Regions from separate parts of the Mus musculus genome. Here region 1 is linked to region 2. A link is a contact called in public Hi-C data. All regions are on one chromosome and are shown on one strand. The core of a region is the stretch at or near the end of the contact, and the rest is flanking DNA. Distances in the headings are between cores, read along the strand shown. Region 1 holds the start of Gnai1 (guanine nucleotide binding protein (G protein), alpha inhibiting 1). Region 2 has its middle 190 kb from the start of Gnat3.

Region 1 (4,251 bases), core at 1,605-4,104, 210 kb after region 2:
GGGAAACACCTATGATTCAAATAGTAAATACTACACACCCAGCACCCAAATAGTTACTAATTATTTGCAAATCTTATGCAAGAGTCTCTCACTTCAGATATTTAAAACAATGCATTATTTCATGCAAAAAATGCAATGTTCTAAATAGACTGTTTTAAATGTTTTTATGCTGTATCTTTAAGTAAATTATTGAGAAGCAAAACTAAACAGATGAAGATGAAGATGAAGACACCCTCCTAGGAGTCCAGGTGGTATTGCTGGGTTACTTAGATACCACTTTACATCTCAGTTGACCAGCTACCATGAGTTAGGTGGATGACACCATAGAGTTACTTGCACACAGCCTTAAACATCCAAATTTGGACTAAAGGTCATAGTTCACTGCTAAGTCTGACTTGGGGAAAAAATTTTCAACTATTACAAGAATTAAGATTTGCGAAATAAGTACACAAGGATTTTTTTTTTCTCTTAAATGGGAACTAGGGTGTCGGATGAAGTGGTGCACAGGAAGACAGGGGTGGGCTGGAATTCTCGACAGAAAATACAGTTGTAGATGAAAGCAAAACCTCAAAGCTAGAAACAACACTTAAAGGAATTCCTTCACTGTTTCTTTGTTTGCTTGTTTATAACTTTAGAATCCTTCTCATGCACTGGTTTGGAGGAATAAGAACTGTATAATTTCTTCTGAAAATCAGGACTCTGGTACATCTCTCATTAACTCCCCACAGATGGTAAGAGAGATCAACTTCAGCTGCATGTTACACACTCAACTATATTTAATTATTAATCTAAAACAGTGGTTCTCCGCAGAGGTTACATTTCTGCCTCCAGGGGGCGTTTGGCAACATTTTAGGAGATTAGAAAGGGTGAGCAGCAATTAGCATCTAATGGGTGGAGGTCAACTTCATTGCTAAACATCCAACAGCACACAGGATACCTCCACACACACAGAGAACAACAAAGAATTATCAACTTCAAATCGTCAACAGTGATAAAAAGAGATACCTTGCATTCTGAAGCTTGCAAAAATTCCATTTTTCAAATCTTTCATAGGTGTCTAATTAAAAGATAAGCTGCCACTATCACTGGGAGGGCTCATTTTACAACTGCTTTAAATGTGGTGGATGGTAGCTCCAACTGAGAACAGTATTACAACCAAGGAGACCTTCCAAGCAGGTGCTCTGAAGCCACAGAGAAAGAACTGTCTAATCCCTTTATTTTATGTTTATTGTAAGTTACATGGTTCTGTGGCTAATATTCTAAAAACACGCCGATCTCATGGAAAGACAGTATCTTTTTAATATAAAAACTCAGTCAATCCTATTTACAGAGAAAGATTTATGGGGAGGCTGTGATGGGTGAAAAACACCACCCAGGTCTTTAAAATGCAAAGTTATTTCACAGTTTGCTTGCAAAATGACTCAGATCATTATTACTTTTAGTCATGCCAAGTTTGCTTCTTCTAAGCCTACTAGTAATGGAGAAAGAAGGAAATAACCACCATCTTTCTGCAGTCGTTAAACCAATGAAACGGGAGCTTACTAAAAAGCAGATCTGTGCAGCGATGTTTCTCTTTTATCACAACTGTGAGAAGAACACAAGCAAATCGCTGGAAGTGCAAACGAAGATTCTAAGAAATCTATCATCTGCCTAAATACCTACAGTGTGGGAGAAAAACAAACAAAAGGAAAAACCCTGACTCACAGATCTAAAAAAACCATAACCTGTGAATATTTTCCTTATATCGCTCAATCAAAATCCGGATCTACTCTTTTTTTTTTTTCCTCCGTTCAAAAAAACTGGAAGAAAGACCTTCACGTCGCCTATTAGCAAAACAGTGTTAAGAATGAAGAAAGAAAGCATGGTGTGCAGCTGTCAAACCTCACTGGAGCGAACACCGCAGTGGAGGAACGACCCTGTGGTCGAGGAGCCTTTCGCACCTGTCAGGGCTGTTTTCACCCGCGAAGCCTCTTTCCCTTCCTACTATGAGAGCAAACGTAAGCCAACTTTGGTGGTTTCCATCCCCCACCCAGGCAAAATCCAGCTTCCAGAGCAGCTCAAGTCCTTACGCAGGGAAAATCTCAGCGCTCTTTTCCACTCACTGAGTCGCCATATGAAGTTGACAGGAAGATCACTGAGACCCCGCAGAGGAAGAGGACCCACAAAGAGAGCCCCGAGGCCACCCAACGTGGCACTTTCCAGGCGTGGGCAAAGCGCAACGCGGCACGACACCTCTCACCACCGGGTTTCCGTGGAGAGGGGGTGCTTGGCTTTGTGGTCCCGAATTGTCCCTCATCTAGGGAGGGCAAAGCTCAACTTCAAAGATCGGATTCCCACGCGTCCCGCCGCCCCGCCACACTCTGGGCTGCCAGTGAGGTCGCGCGACAGTCACCGCCGCGGCCAAGAAGCCGCCTGCGCTGTTGAGGGACTGGGATGCCGCGCTCGCTCACCGCTGTCCCCCGGCCCGGGCCCCGTCCCCACGGCCGCGCTCACCCAGCAGCAGCAGCTTGACCTCCCGCGCCGCCTTCTCGCCGTCCTCCCGGAGGTTGCGGTCGATCATCTTGCTGCGCTCCACGGCCGCCTTGTCCTCAGCGCTCAATGTGCAGCCCATGGTGGCCGAGCGTCGCCGCGCCCTCGGCGCCGGGGCCGGCTGGCAGAGCGAGGAGAGGCTGGCCCGGAGGCGGCCCCGCTACGTCCTCAGCTCCCGCAAGCTGGAGGCGAGGTCTGCTAGTCCGCACGCTGCCGCCTCGGGCGGCCGTCCCTGCCGGCGACACTCCGCGATCCGCGCCCGCGAATCCCTGCGACCGCTAGGCTCTGCCGCCGCCGCCGCCGCCGCCGCCACCGCAGCTGCCCGTGGCCGAGCCGCAGCCGCGCACAGCCCGAGCGAGCTCGGCGTCCGCGCGCCGCCGCGGCCCCGCCCCTGCCCGCCCCGCGACCACTCCCAGCGCGCGCTCACGCCCGCCCGCGCACGTGCCGTCGGACAGCGCCCCCTCCGACCGCCGCGCGCCCGCGTGATCGCCGAGCCCAGCTTTTCCTGCAGGTCCCCCCACGAGGTGCCCCGTGCGGCCGCTGACTTCTCCAGCTCCGCCTGGGAGCTCACTAACCCCCTCCCACGCTTTGGAGACCACTGCGGGGGATCCGTGGGTACCTGCCCCTTAAGAGCGCGAGTGGGACGCTTGCCAAAGTTGCGAGCAAGGGGTGAGGAAAGGCAGTCCAGGGCATTTGAGCATGCCCGGAGCCTGCAGCCACCCAAGGGTTTACAAAATGTGTAGGCTTAGGTAAAGAACCGTGGGAAATAGAGCGAAATGAGCGAGAAATGGAGCCCTGCGAAACCCGAAGTGGGGAGCAACCAAGCGGGAATTGGGGTCTTGGGGTTGCCAATGCTCACTTCCTCCCTTGCCTTTTCTCTTTTCCTCTGGCTCTCCCTTTGATCTATGCTCACCTCCCTTTTCATAAGGGAACACATTTCTAAGGAATTTCTTCCTAATCCGACAGAAACGTTTGACAAAGAATCAAAGAATTGTTTTAAAATGGCGTGAGCAGTAAAACACACAAACAAGTCTGCGGCCTCTGTGGTAATGGATCGCCTTTAGGGCACTTGTAAGTGTCTTGCCAAGCTGCCTACCCATGGTTTATGGCTCTGTTGTAACTCCTGTGCCAGTAGGCATGGCATTTCTTTTTGTAGGCCTTAGCTTCCTTGCTTTTAAATGAGCTGTTGATCTACACTACAGTCCATCTTTCCAGGGGCAGGCCAAGGACTAGATGGCTTTTCATCCAGCGTGAGGGGAGGAGCATAGGTGGAAGGTTGGACTCTCCTGTCAGTTGCACTGCTGATTATAGGAGAAATGTTGATGAATTAGATGATGAAGCCACTAGCAAAGAAAATACATTCCTCGACGAGATAAAAATTAGGCAATTAGTCTCTGGCTCCCATTTGAATATTTAGCTTCAGGTTGGGTCCCTCAGAGCAAGCAGAGCTTATAGGTTTCCGTTTTGTTAGAGTCACACCTGCGGGGCACAAGATAAGCAATCTTAAGAACTCCCTCCGCTTTTTGTTGGATTCTTTCAAAATAGAACAAAACCCGCACACTTTTAGGGTACTCGGTCACCTTCTACCTCCTTTGTGTTTCCTGACACTCCAAAAGTTCATCAAGAATTCCAGAATTAATGAAATCTAATGTGACTGGGCCATTTGCAGCCATCAGTTGACTGTCCTTCCTCCACGGTTCAGGCCAGATAAGTGTGGGGCCA
Region 2 (4,371 bases), core at 782-3,281:
TCATACATAGTTCCACCATACTGGAAAATCTGTGGTGAGCTGACATCAAGACAACACTCTATAACACTTATCTATAAGAAATAGATGAGGGGCTGAGAAACACATTTTCTAGTTACACTTGGGGCAAATTCCTGCCACTACGAATTAGTCAGGCTTCATCTTCTAAAATGCACAATTTTCCTTTCTTTAGTTCACTCATACAGAATAGCAATGTCTGTCTTTGTCTCTCAGCATTCTCAAAACCCATTCAGCAATCTCATAACCCTTTGAATGCTTGATTTTTCACTTAAAGCTTAAGCACCTTATTTTAACAATACTTTAAGTGTGGAAGACTTACACAGGGTAATGTATGTGATTGGAGATGTTTTTGTTGTCACCATAACAATGACTCTTCTGCTGATGGGTGTTATTCAAACAAGTGGAAACTAACACATTCCCTCAAAAATATCAAATATGGCGAGGAGAGGTTGTCCAGCTAATAAAGGATTTAAAACTAAGAATTCATACCTGACTTTGGACCCCTAGCACCCAGGTAACAAGCTAGGTGCAGTGGGACATGCCTTTCATGCCAGTGCTAGGGATACAGATATAGTGCTAGGGAGACAAACAGGTCATTGGAACTTTTTGGCTAGTCTAGTGGAATAAATGAGCTTCATGTTCATTGAGAGGCCCTGTTTCAAAAAAATAAGGTCAAGAACAGTAAAGATACCAGCTATAGATATACATATTTACATATGTGAACATGCAGATACTATATATGTGCCATAAATGTATATGTACACACACACACAAAGAATATTAAATTTAAAATATATTTTCTTTTGCATCTACCTTATTTCAATATTGTTTTCTTAATGTAAGTACTTTAAAATATATATATTGTGCCGAAATAAAGATAATTTATGCCAGAATATCTAACATAAAGATCTGGGCATTTATATTATTTTTGACAAGAATGACAAACTGTGGGGCCCCTGCCCCTGATTGTTGCTGTTGCACACTGGCGATCTCAGGGTGAGGAGACTCTGGGGATCAGGGTCTCAGGCAGTAGGCAGTATGTCCAGTACGAAGGTCAAGGGGGGCTGTGTCATGGAGATACTGCAGCTTTGGAACATTAGGACTGACCCTTCTGTACATCCTAACTGTTTGCAGATAATATAGATTTTGAAGGCTGGCCATGCTGCTTGGTGGGCCCCTGGATGACACCCTTCATCTATGCTGGGTGGTGTGGTGTCAAGAGGTAGCTATGACCTGCCTGTGCCATTCACTGGAGAGCAGGTCTGTGGGTGAGATGGTGATCCACAGGTCTGTGTCTGTCTTCCTCCTCCTTTGTTGTGCTGCTTGGATGTGATTTGAGTTGATTTAACTTTTATGAATGCTAGGCTTTGGCCACCAAGCCAGGCATCAATCTAGGATGAACAAAGGACTGCCATCTGCCCTGCCCCTGACTGGTATATAACACCACCACCAAGGTGTCTCTTTGTCCATTGCAGGGAGGGGATATAATTTTTAAATTGCACTAGGGAAGAAATCAAAAAGCAAACTATGACAGACAAACAAACAAATAAACGAACAAACAAAAACAGCACTAGACCTCAAATCTCAAATCAGATGCAGAGAGTCAGAATTTAGAGATGGTTCCTGATGCTGCCTACAGTAGGAAGGATTGCAGCTGTGGCTCTTCCCTAGAGCACAAGGTGTCTTTATTCGCTGTCCTCTTTCCCTTCTCTTTGTCAACAACAGCCCTGTGTGTCAGCTCAAACAATTCTGCCTCTCTGAGAAGATGAATGTAGTAAATGATATTGTGCAGTAGGTCTGGGGTTTGCCTTCTAGGGTTGCTCATAGCAGACAGATCACAAAACGCCCCCTCCTCCTGCTGCTGCTGTATAACACTGACAGCTGGGCTTTGGGATTGCCCCTAAGAGAGGGTAGTTTATACCATTTATGGCTTTGATAGTAAGACTAAGATATCAGCCATAGCACCATGTTTCAGATGTGTTCCATGCCCATATTTTGCTCACTCATGAGTAAAAGTGCAAACCCCATTAGGATATAAATGATTCTGTCTGCTCTTATCAACATTGTTTGTGTGCACACTGATGCTAGGAAGGCAGAGGAACAAACTCTCACGCAGAGATATGGATTGCTTTTGGATTTGCAGCTGCAGCTGTTGTTTGCCTTACTTGATGTCTTTCATGGGCCTTTTCCTCTCACCCATATCTACCCAGCATCTTTTCCTGGCAAGCTCATCCCAATTACTGACCTAGTTCATGTAGCTCTGAGACTTCCCAGAAATCTGTGGCAGGGTCAGTCTCCTACAAGACTTTAACAGAAAAGCAGTAACTTTGCTACAGCTAAGAGAGAAGGGGGGGGGGGAGAAAGAGAGAGAGAGAGAGAGAGAGAGAGAGAGAGAGAGAGAGATTCCTTTTACGTCTTTATAAAACTATTACTTTTTAAAAAGGAGTATTTCAGAAACTTAATCCAAGATGTAAGATGCAGTGTCCCGGTCAAAGGGAGGCTATGATTACAAGAGGTATTATTTAAGGAAGTACAATTTTTTTTTTTGGCTCAGGTTATGTGTTTTGTCAAACTAAGATGAACAATATCTTAGTAGGAGATGAGTTCAGAAACCACTTCACAATTTGTTCTTGGCTTGACGACCGGAGGTCCTCGGGCTCTGCAACACCCTGGGAAAGCTCTTCAGAGAAAGCATAGAGAATGCAGCATGAACACAGACCACAGCTCCCCTAAACAAGGAGAACGCTGCCATTTCTCCCACTGCCAGCATTTATGTTTGTGCCCATAGATCTTGGAGGGAACCGTTGAGGACTTCCAGCAGTTCTTTTGGAAATGTGCCAATGACTTTATTTCACCTGCAAGAAGATAACAAAAAACAGTAAAAATCTAATTTAGTCATAAAATCAAAGCACAGCAATGTAAGGAAGATGATCCGGGCCTGAAGCTCAATGGTTATCTACTTGCCTCATCTGTGTGAAGCCCCAGGTGTGATTCCCACTCTAACCCCAAATAGGAATGAAGCAGGGGAGAAAATGCCTGCATCTTTCACAAGAAATCTCCTCTTGATAGTGTATAAACACACTGTATGTATGGCCACCAGCCATAGCACACAATGTATAAAATCATAGGCAGGTAAAGTGTGATTATAAATTCAAACACAAACACCTAAGCTACCTACTAATGTTACAGAGATATTTAAATAGTGATAATTTTTAAAATGGCATACTGGAATGCTTAATTGTTTAAGTTCTTTTATAGAGAATGTAGTTTCATGAGTCCTGATTGATATAATTTTAAACTTAGCATTTTACTATTTTAAATTTAGCATTTAACATTTTTCTTCAGTCATGTACAATATACATGTGTGTGTATGTATGTATAAATATATACATATATATATACACATATACAAATATGCATACACACAGAGAACAATGGCAAACTCGGGATAAGGTTGCAATTGGATTCTACATTTTCTACATACCCCCAACTAGTTTCTGCTCTCTCAGTTAGCAAATTGGGTTTCACTGTTTTTCTTTAACTAGTTTGGTGACCCAAATGTACCCAAGTGTTGCCAAAGATGTCAGCAGCAACATGAAGAAGAGAAACAGTGCCTCATATTCCCCAGAGAATCTGGATTAATCATCATACAGACAGACATTTACTCCCTAGGGTCAGTGATCTGAGGAGCTCAAAGTACACTTGGGGAACTCTCCATCTCTAGAACAGAACCAGCACATGAATCCAGCAGAGTTCAACATTCTGGAACTGGGGAAGAAATTTTTCAGGGAGTACAAAACTGATATCCTTGGGAAGGGACTCCGCACTCCAGCCTCCAATGGTCAGATGCACACATCACATTTCAGATGCTAATGCTGCTTGTTGCTACCTGAGCAAGCACTATTCATTGTAAGGTAGTCCCTCACACTTCCAAGGTTTCATTTGTAAGCCTTGACTTTGATTGTCCTCACAACCAGCAATTCATTGTTGTTTCATAAGCTGTCCTCCATCTTTCTTCAGACAATGGCTTCTTCGTGATGTTGTCCATAGAAAGACTAATCAGTCTTGTGCATACGAGTCATTGGTTTTGCTGCAAAATAATCTTTTTTGGTCAGAAGCCACATAAATCGGGGTAGTAAGGTAGAAAATAAGGTATTCAGTAAATATGCAGGTGGCAAGGCTGGCAGAAGCGTTGTGGGGGAGGAAAACGAAATGATATCCCAAGTTCTCTTTCTGAGATGGCAGTACTCCAGTGTAACCATTCTGCTATGAAATGGCTCACTAATCCCCTACGAAATGTTTGCTTTGCTGTAGTCTCAGAGTTGGTCTATATTATTGGCTGAATAACCATTT

What was found. Hi-C and Micro-C count contacts between places; a contact is called where the count stands out from the background.
Region 1: a contact with region 2 is called in a Hi-C map of uterus, with 3 times the contacts expected there. The contact joins the promoter of Gnai1 here to the enhancer-like site in region 2. A contact is called at or near these places in 1 of 39 promoter capture datasets (liver), 2 of 484 Hi-C or Micro-C datasets (forebrain and uterus) and 3 of 115 datasets of contacts at active chromatin or transcription factors (embryonic stem cells, kidney and stem cell-derived neural progenitor cells).

Annotation. Positions count from the first base shown.
Region 1 is chr5:18,357,559-18,361,809 of GRCm38.p6, forward strand. Gnai1 (guanine nucleotide binding protein (G protein), alpha inhibiting 1) reads right to left here and starts at 2,855. Exons shown (of 8, transcript NM_010305.1): 1 at 2,494-2,855. The coding sequence starts at 2,611.
Region 2 is chr5:18,150,215-18,154,585 of GRCm38.p6, forward strand. No RefSeq gene overlaps it. Among named protein-coding and RNA genes, the nearest start is that of Gnat3, 190 kb to the left of the region's middle. Within about 2 kb of position 2,032, at least 13 of the 459 cell types and tissues checked have an H3K27ac peak or open chromatin away from gene starts, as enhancers often do. A contact at or near this core is called in kidney and uterus, where this site is marked.